2 separate regions of the Mus musculus genome follow, and region 1 is linked to region 2. Evidence: chromatin contacts called from public promoter capture Hi-C data. All regions are on one chromosome and are shown on one strand. Each heading gives the region's core, a stretch centred on a gene start, on an enhancer-like site or on the middle of the called end of the contact. The rest is flanking DNA. Distances are from core to core; before and after follow the strand shown. Region 1 overlaps Spats2l (spermatogenesis associated, serine-rich 2-like). Region 2 overlaps Spats2l (spermatogenesis associated, serine-rich 2-like).

Region 1 (5,946 bases), core at 166-2,665, 44 kb before region 2:
GTTGGTGCTGTCCTGCCTGGTGCTCAGAAGCACACTTGGCCTCTGCAATGCTTCGTGCACCATGGGAGCAGACTCATTCCTGTCTCCTGTGAGGATGAACTGTGTTGTGGCCTCAGCCTTTGAGACTCTGTTTCCTGCTATGAACTGCATCTGACCAGTCAGTCTCTTTAATCTCAGCCTTGTTTACTCTCGATAGTAAAGGAACATGCCCTCCAAGAGACCCATTTTTACCAGCCTGCCTATGACAAAGGCCAGCATCCAACCATGGGAACCGACAGCCCCACAAGCTGCAGACAGAAGCCTTCAGTGTTGAATTGGTCCTTTGGTGAGTCTTTAGAGACAAAAGGTCTTCCCAATTCCTCTAATCCTTGCTTGGTTATGACACCTGGTAGTGTATTATGGATCAATGTGATGCATGATTCATTCCTTAACATTTGTTGATCACAAGAGCTTCAAGTCTACAAGGCAGAGAGAACTCTGAATTCTTCAAAGAAAAAACTCTCACTTGGTTTCTAATTTTTATTAGCACTTGAAGCTATTCTTGGAACAAACAGTGTTACTGGGGCCTAACTGTAGGCTTGTACCGCATATGGCACTGGTCAATGGTGAGCTACATACAGGTTGGCATATGACACACATGTGATCTGTGGAAGAGGCTGCACAATATAGACATGTGTACATGTACTCCATGATGCTTGTACAACAATGAAGTTGCCTAATGATTTTTCCTCAGCATTGGTGTTCTGAGACATAACAACTGTACTCTAGTCTACGAAACCGTGTTCCCGGCCAGTCTATCAGCCAGCACAAAGACGCCCCAAAATCTAAATGCTGTTATTCACGTAGCGTTTCAAAAGCTTAGTTAATGTTTTAAGATTTTTTTTCTTAAAATTATAACTTGGATAGCTATAATACCATTTTAAATATGTTTTATCATATATTTTAGTATATACCCTAGACAAAAATAAAGACCACGAAAGTTGTAAAATACTTATTAGGCAAAGACATCAGTCACAAAGGAAAGAATTCACCACTTTAATATATCATCTCCACACTCCTCCAGAGTAAAATTAATAAAACATAAATATGGTTAACACGGACCACTTCAGGCATGAAGTTCTATCAAACTGAAGTACCCGCTGAGTGATGCCCTTACTTAGCATGCCTTAATGCCATTCTGAAACCTGCGAGCTTCCAAACAAAAGGAAACATTTTTATGAGAAATAAAGCCGAGTAGTAGGAATCCTGACAAATATATTTACCTTAGCATTTCTAATTGGCATAATTCAATGAAGTTTCCTGGGTATGTCAGTGTGATCAACTGCCTACTCCCAAGTTCACATATTTGTGTTTCTCCTGCAGTCATGGAAACAGGAAAACTTCCAAGAGTGTCCTGAGATGCCTGGCTGATTAGCATTTGCCCTGGCTCTCTGTGGAGGCCCTGATGGGACTTGGTTTCACTTTTGTTTCTCTGGAACCCAGGATGGCTCTCCGGTTTAGTTTCTTGTTCTCAGGTTGTTCACACTGTCTGAAGTGGCCTCGGAGAACCAGAGGTAGCCAGGAGAGAAACTTAAGAAAATGATCTTAATGACTGCTACTGAGGCACAATTTGTAAAAAAACAAAAACAAAAACAAAAAAACATAACAATCAGACTGTTTATCTGGGGATATTGCTAGAGTAATAAGTTATCATTGTGAGTGGACAGTAAGTGTCCTAACTTCATGATGGGACAGGTTAGAGACCCTTCAGGTGTCTTGCCTAATGACCAGAAACTCCTCAACTGAGGTATTTGGAAAAGAGAGGTTTGGGTGGTCCAGAGGAGCTGAGGTTGTGATTGAAAAACAACTGCTCTCCAGCTCGATGTCCCATATAGCTGCTCTGGAATGTGCTAGAAATATAAAATAGTTCCAGGAATTTACAGACTTAACACAAAAAGAATATAAACTGTCTCATTCATATTTTTATATTGCCTGTATGTTAAAATAATAAAATAGATAAGTTAAGCAAAGCATAGTACCCAATTTTTAAATCCATTCCTTTTATTTATATATTTCCTTTAGCATGTCTACTACAAAATTCAAAATCGTGTCTGTGGGCATGCATATGTTCTACTGCAAAGTACTGTACCAGAGCAGTGGTTCTTGGGGATGGGGGTTCCCCAAGGAATGTCCTCACCACTGAGGACTTGTTAGAAATGCAAATAGTCTGCCACATGACAGACTGGGTGACTCAGGAGCTGGGCTGAGGGAGAAGGAAGGTGGCAATCAGGGTTTCAGCCAGGCTCATGGTCAGAGACCCCACAGAAGCCTGGATGGATAAACAGGGTTATTTCCTACGAACTGAAGCGTGGTGCTTTTGCTAAGGTTATCAATATCATTTAGCACACTTACAGAGAGCTCGTAATGTGTCAGGACTCTGCTACATCTAGACCCAACTCATTTGGTTTTTGGGTTATTTTTTTTAAATTTTTATTTATCCCTCTTAACTTCGAGGTAGAAACTAGAACTCGTTTCATTCTATACTTGTGAGCACTGAGCACAAAGAGACTAAGTCAAAAACCTGCAAAAAGTTAAGAGGACCGAGACTCAAACCGAGCCCTGCTGCCTCAGCTCACAGTAACTGTCAGAGTTCGGGGACTCTGAACTATCGTACCAACAGTCTTGAAGGTCCCACTTTTTGCCAAAAGAATGTCCACCGGTCTTCCTGAATAGGAACATCTTAAGAGACATCTGCAGTTTTTCTTAGTTCAGGGCATGCTATTACCTTTGAAAGACTGACTCATTTCATCTTCCACCTGACATCCATCATCCCAGAGCGACATGCAGTAGGAGTAGATAGGAAAGGAGCCAGGCTTGGGCAGGGGAGCTGAGGAAGCCGCACTTGTCTGTAAAGGATGCCTTTCATCCTGACAGGGCCTCATGTAGGCCTGGCATGTGAGCCTCAGGTCTCTGAGTGCGGAGAAAAGGTGGATGTATTCAATGACCTTTACAGTCCTTTGTAGCTCCTGGGCACTGCAAGTCAGAAAAGGCACCCGGAGTTGATGGGGACTCTTAGAGTGGCGGGAAGCTGACCATTCACCTGCAGAAAGGGCACGGGCTTGATGTAGCAGGCTACTTCTCTATGTAGATCACCTTCCAACTAGTTCAGAGACTCACTGTCCAGTCTTCCATGCACAGTGGGGTGCTTGCATGCCAACCGAGGAGGAAAATACTTATTCTTTTGTGAAGTGGAGAGTTGATCTGCATTTACTACCAGGAAGGGTTCCTCTTGCCTGAACTTCCCTCTGGTGCTCTGGGCCAGTGTCACCTCTCTGCACTTATTAATTATTGAGGTCTCAGATTTACAATCTCATGGGTTCTTTTTTTTTTAAGTTCTCATGCTTTTAAGGTTGCGTATAGAGCCCTGTTCCTTAGAGGAAATTCTCTTTGTTAAGAACGAGGATATACAAACAACGAGACAGCATGGTGACACAAATATGAATTTTGTAGGGCAGTACTTCCTTGGACATTTTTGTTTAATTTGGAGGAAAAAAACCCTCAAGGTTGCATTTTTATTCAAAGACACTTCAATGTACTCAACCCACTGTTAGCACAGCTTCACTGAATAGCATTTTAAGGGCAAATGTCAGGAAAAAATGTTCACATTTAAAAGCTTTGGCTCAGCCTCTTTTGAAAAGCAGGGTTAGCCTTTCCTTTAGAAATGTCTCTGCCTACTAAATTCTTTGTGGGGGGAAGAAAGAAAATTGAATGTTTTATTTAAACAGGTCATTAACAGTCAATACTTATTTGAAAAGGCCTGCTTTCAGAGGCAGATAAAAGCCTCCAGTCACTTAGAATATCACTTGAGCGGATCGAGGGCAGGATGTGCCCATGCGAATTTCAGACCTTTCTGGGAGAAATGTCTTCACCAACAGACAGGTGCTCATGTGGGCAGGAGGGTCCTGTGCCTCTGAGTTCCCCGTGGACGAGGTGTGGACAGGTGCTCATATAGATGCAGGGTCCTGTGCCTCTGAGCACCCATCGACATGGCGTAGACAAGATATGTCAGGGCCAATACAGAGCACCCTGCATGACAGGCCCACTTTGATTTTCCCCTTTTGCTAATAGTCCCAGCACATGCTTATGAGTGGAGATTAACCATTTTTGCATAATGTGCCAAAGCATCCATCTCCCCACCCCCACCCCATCCCCGGCTGAGCACAAGGGGAAGCTACAAAGCAGAGGGCAGTGGAGATCAATGGGGTGATCCCAGCTGGTGCAGGCTCTGAGCTGAGGCTGCACATACTCTTTGAGTTCTATTAACATTCATCTGTGGCATGGGTTTTCCATTTAATTTAAAATATTTTGATTTCACAGGTCTTTGATGGCTAGAGAATATAAATAAATGCCTCTCTCCAGAAGCAACCTGACACTGGCGCCTATAAAGCCCCACTTTTGATGGCTAGGCTTTAAAACAAACGCGTTTCCATAGAGATGCGGGGTGACCTGGACCTTGTACAAGCAGCCACTTGTTTCAGGATTTCAATTACACGGGGGTTCTTTTAAGATGCTGTGATGTAAACGCCAGTTATTAAAATAGGCTCGTCCTCAAAGATGCCTCTAGAAAGGCCAGTGTGAGAAGCAGAGAAGGGGGTTCAGAAGACACCTCCCCACTCCATCTCAAAGCAAGCCACAGGAACTGTGTCCACGTAGACCACACAGGTTTTCTTTTCCTTCCTTCCCATTGCCCACAGGACAAATACCAAATCCCAGAGGGCTTAAGACAAGAGCTTTACACAACTCTTTACCCTCCAGAGCCCAAAATCTTAGCACAAACTCTCCTCGAATGCTAAAAAAGAAACACAGAATGCTTTCCTTCCGTCCACCATTAACCACCTAGAGGGGCAGGCCTCGGAAAGGGCAAGGGTTTACCTTCTTTGTCTTTGACCATTCATTTAATACCAACAATGTATCAGGTCTGTGGAGGATGCTGGGAAGGCTCAAAGCTAACACCGAGTGAATGCTTATCATCTTCCCTGAGAATTTTCTATGCATTTCCAGGTATTAATTAATTTTATCCTCACAACAGGCTTTATGCTAGACGAAGTTGTGTTCTTGTCAACTTCCTATTAGAGAAACTGAGATGGAAGAACAGAGAGGCAAGGCACACAAGTAAGCAGCGCTGTTCAGTTGGGATTTGAACTTGGATCTCTGGTCCCAAAACTCCTGTTCTCCAAAGAGTTGACAGATTCAGTGATAAAAAGACTTGTGGTCACACAAGCTCAGAAAAGAATGGGATGTGGGAGTGGGAGAGGACACTGGAGTTGAAACTGTCGAAATCAGAGCTCTACAAGGAACAACTGTGGATTCCATCTGTACTAATGGTGAGGCCCACCCAGGCCGCTCACAGGTTTGCTGTTGCAGGTAGCAGGTAGCTTTTTTCTAGTATCCACCCCAAAATATGGCATGGCTGTCCCAAAAGGAAACAGAAGACCCTTAACTAAACGTAGTGAACGCCTACAGGTACACAGCCAATTCAGGAAGGCCGGCTCAGTTGCTGCTGAACAAATTCTCAGTACAGAAACCATTGGTTACTCAGAGTGTGTTTCAGTTTCAAAATCTCCTGTCCAACCAAGGCACAGTAGTACTTCTTCACATTTTAAAAAAATAAATATCAAACGACCTTCTCAAAGCAGCAGAGAAATCCTTGTTCTTGAAATGTCTCAGGCAGCAGCTGGATTAGAGCTTGCCTCTTAGAACCAACCTGTCTCTCTTGGTCCAGCCTGTTTCCCCCCCATCCCCCCACCAGCTCTTCCTAAGCAGTCCCAATCAACCAGCCTTGACTTACTCTCAAGGTTCAGCTTCGGGCTGTCAGGCATAGATTAGTCCAGCTACTTGCTTCTTCATCAGCAGTCAAGCAGCCAATTCTGTTCCCCCACGGGCCACTTTTATCAACTTTTGTTTACT
Region 2 (5,315 bases), core at 2,246-4,745:
TCTATCTAAATGCTTCCAAATGCCATTGTTTTAGGGGAGAGGATCAGTCTTATTATGAAAGCTCACGCCTTTTGCAACTTTAAGGCAACCTTAAGGGAAACATGTCTTCCCTTTTACCTTGTCTGACTTAGCAGTGTATCGAAGTAGCACAGGTCAAATATAGTAACAAGCCTCCTCTAATATGAAACAACACGTTGCTATCTCGCTTACACTTAAACTTTATGTTTTACAATTTTTTGATTCTTACAATTTAGTAGGTATTAGTTTCCTCTCTTCAGAGAATCATTTAGGAAGTTTAGTGTACTGGTTAGGAATGTGGGTATATGCTGGTAATCTCAGCACTTAGGAGGAGTAGGCTAGAGATCACGTGTTGAAGGTTATCCTCAGCAAGTTAGAGGGCAACCTGGGCTACGAGGATTTTCTTTTTCCAGCAAAACAAAACAAAACACAAGGACAGTGACAGTGAAGTTAGGTGGTCTTGTTTTGAGTTCAGGCTAAATGATCCTACACAGGCCACTTAAGCCTATGCTTCCGCACGTACCAGCGTCTGTAAAGCAGGACAATATCAATAGTGTCCAGCCACAGGCCTGCTGCACGGGCATGAACTGCGGTCATACGTTAAGGCAGCTGTAATGGACTCAAATCAGCCATGGACACAAAGGCCTACATGCAAACACCCAAGAAAAGTCAGCGCCACTCAGCACCAGAGCTGAACAGTTTACAGCCACAGGAGGAATTCTTATTTTTAACAATGATGCTGCAACTCTGATTCATAATTTTACCAGAGAACAGATTATATATTTTTTTTTCACAAAAGCGAAATGCATGATAAAAGGAAACCTCTACTTGGATAGAATGACTCAAGCGGAAGAGGTGGAGCAAGAGTTCAAGTGTAGCTTCTTGAGAGAACCCCATTTATTTCTGTTCCCATAAAAATACCGTGTGCAATTTAAGTACTCGTAGGCACTGTACGCTAAATGTGTATCCTGTGGTGGCTGTCAGAGCCTGCTTCCCATAGCTGTCTTCTCACTCACACAAAGCAGTGCCTCTGGGGGGAGGGGTCCTAAGTGGGGGAAGGGCTGCGTCGCTGCCTGTGAGCACTCTGAGGGGGTACAGCACACACCTCTGAATGCTGTGGGAAAGAGGGCCTCATCCAGGGAAGGAGTGGGCTGGGGAGCCAGCAGCAGCACCCCAGGAAACAGGCTTTCTTGTTTAGTAAGACGGGGGGGGGGGTGACACTGGGGACAGGGGGGCAACAGACAGACCCAGGTGACACAGAGAGACCTAGGTGACACCCAGGTGACACTGGAGACAGGGAGCAACAGACCCAGGTGACACTGGGGACAGAGAGCAACAGACCCAGGTGACACTGTGGACAGGGAGCAACAGACAGACCCAGGTGACATTGGGGACAGAGAACAGCAGAGAGACTCAGGTGACACTGGGGACAGGGAGCAACAGAGAGACTCAGGAGACAGGATGGGTAGAAAAACCCCAGGAAACTAAGTAATCAAAAAATGAGAACCAACCTAAAGATTATACCAAAATAGGAGACCCAGGGAGGAACAGGGAAGAGGAGAGGAAAAGGGAGGGGAGAGAAGAGGAGGGGAAAGAAGAGAAAGGGAGAGAAGGGGAGGGCGGGGGAGAGAAGATCTACAGCAGAGAAAGCCAAAGAAAAGAAAATTCCACAACACACAGAGAGAGAGAGAGAGAGAGAGAGAGAGAGAGAGAGAGAGAGGGAGGGAGGGAGAGGGAGAGGGAGAGGGAGAGAAAGATTGAGAGAGAGAGATTGAGAGAGAGAGAGGAGTTGAGAGAGATTGAGAGAGAGAGAGAGAGAGAGAGAGCCCACAGGAGTGAACCATAAAAGACCACCCTTGTGACGTTTTCATCACATGGGTGATGAGTCAGGCAGCCATGGCGCAGGACTCAAAGCTGCCATCTGCAAACGGGTAATGTATGCTCAAGGTTCTTTCTGGGAAGTGAAGAAACAAGTCTGGTCTGAAAGGTTCATAGGGTGAGTGAACTGTGAAAGAACCCAGCAGGAGTGTTTCGGGCCCCTCTGCCACAGGGTTACAGGTGAAAAAGGAGAGCATACTTTAAGCAAGGACAGAGAAAGTGCGACATATGGACTGTCATTAGTTGATCAGTTTGCAAGCCACAGATGAGAAAGAACAATTCTCCTGCTCCTTGTGGATATTTTGCTAGAAGCATCTGAACAGGACAAATCTCTTCGTGTTATTATCTCTCCCTTTGCTCTGGCTTGTGTGCAGGCGATACTGGAGACTGAGCTGGGGCCTTACGCACTCCAGGGACACATCCACAGCCAATTACTTAAGTTCTCAAGAACAGACTTTGTTACTACACACAAGTTTTGTGTATGTGGAAGGGGGAATATATGTGCGGGGGTGGGGGGCATGTGTACAGTTCCTGTGTGCACGGAAGCAATGGGCCAAACTTGGCTGTCACTACTCCGGCATCCTCCTTTTCTTTTTTTCTCTTTTTTGAGACAGAGTCTCTATTTGGCCTGGAGTTCAGCAAATGGGCTTATTGACCAATGAGCCTCAGGCTTTGCCTGTCCACTAAGTCAAGCACGAACCACACACCTGGCTGTTTTATTTGGGTTTTCAGGATTAAATTCAACTTTTCATGATTATAAGGCAAATTACTCCACTGCCTGTCACCCCAGCTCCCAAACAAGCCCTTAAAATCCCAAAATAGTACCCATAGAAACTTATTTGTGGGGCTGAGATGGCTTGGTGGTTAAGAGCACTGGTAACCAATTGTAACTCCAGTCCCAGGGCATCTGACACCGTTTTGGCCTCTGCAGGCACCGCGCACATGTGGTGCACAGACACACATGCAGGCAAAATGCCCATACACATAAAGATACATAATAAAAATTGTAAAGAGAATCTTATTTATGACTACTAAACATAAAAAGCAAACTGTGTTTTAGGCACTCAATCTATTCTGAGGTGTGTTCTTCTGTAGAATGACTAATTAAATATAATTTATGTTAGCTAAGCCAGGTGATACCTTGCACAGATCATTAACCACATCTCATTAAGAACTTTCTATATCTCCGAATCCTCAAACATTCTAAGGGGGTGTGATATAGATGAATAATTATGTTAAAGGGAAAGTATTAAAGGATGTCCCTTAAGGCTCTTTAAAGACAGCTCTTAGGAGCATAAACAGGAAGCATAATACAAGGTTATGAAGAATGGCAGAAAAACCGACTGTGGCCTATTTCCATAACGAAGCACAGAAAAAAATGACTTCCATTAAGTTAAAATGAACTGTTATTTCATTAAGCAAGTGTCTTTATTTACTCTTTGCTCTCTCTATGATAATAACATGTATTGTTTTAGAGTCCACAGTTCATTTTTTTAATTTAGGGAAAGGAGGAAATCGTATCCCCTAAGGAGCAGTTTTCTGGCTGACACAGTTTGGCACACTTGGAGGGTGAAGTAGTCTCCATACTTGAATCTTTATTGAACCTTCTGTCCCTGAGATACAGAAAGAACTCTCTGACCCGCAGTCAGCAGGGCACGCACCCTCACGTGCTCCTTCTGTGGGCTTTAATGATAAATGTATGCAGAACGGCCCTCATTTGGTCACTGGTTTTGTGTGACCAGTGGCGCACACCCTGAAGATGCCTGGCCCTGGGAGAGAAGGCATGAAGCAAAGAAGATCGCCTTGCACACGTGTTACTCAGCCGGGACCTCCTTCCGGTCTTTTACAGCCCACTAGCTGTGGCTACCATGTTACCCACTTGGTTACTTGTTTCTTCATCATTGGGATCCACACATTGGATGATCTCAATTTACCCAAGTTGGCTCCTAACTCCAGAGTTAATGTGGTTCAGCATCATCTATCCCTATAAACAGATCTCCAACACACAGATCACAGATGGGCTGACCCGAATATATTCCTTCACACGGATGAACATAGTGACGAAGTATTCTTGTATTCCAGATGGTGGGCACAGCGCTGGGAGGACCCAGAATGAAACAGACACAATGTCAGTCGCTAGTCTGTCTCCGGATAGCTGGATATGCTGTGTCCTACCATAGGGAAGGAAGGAGACCGGCAGCTGATAATCGGAGCTAGCCCTACAGGACAGGGCTACACATCTCCTCCTTTTGTGACTATTCTGACTAAGCCACAAATGTCCAGAGTGCTCTTCAAATTTTTATTTTCAGAAAAATTTGCAAGCTTCATAAACTATTTTTATGCCCCAAAATGTTAATTTGTAGATACTTCTTTGAAAGGAAAAAAGAACATTCCTTTGAGCTTTTTTTCCCCCCTCAGTAACAAGGAATGCCAGTCGGCCTTATATTGGCATTCTGTCAGCTTCTACAGGCAAGAAAGCTCAGGGTTTGAGCAAAACCACCAAGGTGCCTTTGCTACTGACTGTGGCTGGCCCGGAGTTCAAAGGTTAACCTCTGAGAATGCTCTATCCCTCCCCTTTCATTTCCCTCTTAAGTAACCTCCAAATACCAAGGATTAGAGACCCAGGGTGCAGAATCTTTCCATCACAGACCTGAAAAACTGCAAGTTATTGCTAGTGCTGGTCTCTCAAAGCATTAGTCAGAACACCTGCAAACCTCTGGCAGCCAGATTCCCACAGGTGTTCAGCCTTTCAAGACTCGGTTCTTAAAACTGCCAAATAAACCATTCTTATAACCAGTGTGAGACTCTGTCTTGATAATGTATGGAAAGAGCTGGCTATGAAGTATGGACTAGGGATGACATTATAGCTCTAACCTCTAGAAAATTGAAACTGGAGGAGTATTTGGCCTCATCTGCTTCTTTGATGGAATGCTTTCTCAGGAAAAACATTTCTGTTGATAGAAAGACGAACAATATAGAATTTGGCTTTTTTTAAATATGTATACATACTTAGAAACAACAAATTTTGGTGCTCTTAAATGTTAAAACTGAATGCCCCCACACACCAAATCAATGTAAGATACTGTTTAGGAAAATATTTGGAAACATTTGACTTGTTTGGAAAATATACATATTTTTCTGACATGTGTCCACTTTCAGAACCTCCATTCTTGATACAGTACAAGTGATTGCTTGAGCCCTGGCATAACAGGTGCTAGGTACTGAGTCCTCGGGTGATTCGAGGAATGGCTGCACACAGTAGACCTCTGCCTAGGAGTGATGAGGAGTTTTTCATAGTTCACAAGAGAAGACAGTCAAGGTCATGGAGCGGTGACCTGTGATATAAAGTCTCTATGCGTCTATGTTATCTTCTTTGCCTTTGGCAAAAGTTTTAGGGTAAGCCAGGCTCTTTGTCGAGG

What was found. Capture Hi-C pulls out chosen DNA fragments and counts their contacts.
Region 1: a contact with region 2 is called in a promoter capture Hi-C map of adipose tissue. The contact joins two enhancer-like sites. A contact is called at or near these places in 5 of 484 Hi-C or Micro-C datasets (CD4 T cells, cerebral cortex, embryonic stem cells and 2 more), 4 of 115 datasets of contacts at active chromatin or transcription factors (double positive thymocytes, embryonic fibroblasts, embryonic stem cells and 1 more) and 3 of 9 other capture datasets (adipose tissue, liver and pancreatic islet).

The regions. Positions count from the first base shown.
Region 1 is chr1:57,845,565-57,851,510 of GRCm38.p6, reverse strand. The region is part of intron 3 of Spats2l (spermatogenesis associated, serine-rich 2-like); the gene reads right to left. Among named protein-coding and RNA genes, the nearest start is that of Spats2l, 74 kb to the right of the region's middle. Within about 2 kb of position 1,415, at least 63 of the 459 cell types and tissues checked have an H3K27ac peak or open chromatin away from gene starts, as enhancers often do. A contact at or near this core is called in adipose tissue, where this site is marked.
Region 2 is chr1:57,803,826-57,809,140 of GRCm38.p6, reverse strand. The region is part of intron 2 of Spats2l (spermatogenesis associated, serine-rich 2-like); the gene reads right to left. Among named protein-coding and RNA genes, the nearest start is that of Spats2l, 32 kb to the right of the region's middle. Within about 2 kb of position 3,495, at least 6 of the 459 cell types and tissues checked have an H3K27ac peak or open chromatin away from gene starts, as enhancers often do. A contact at or near this core is called in adipose tissue, where this site is marked.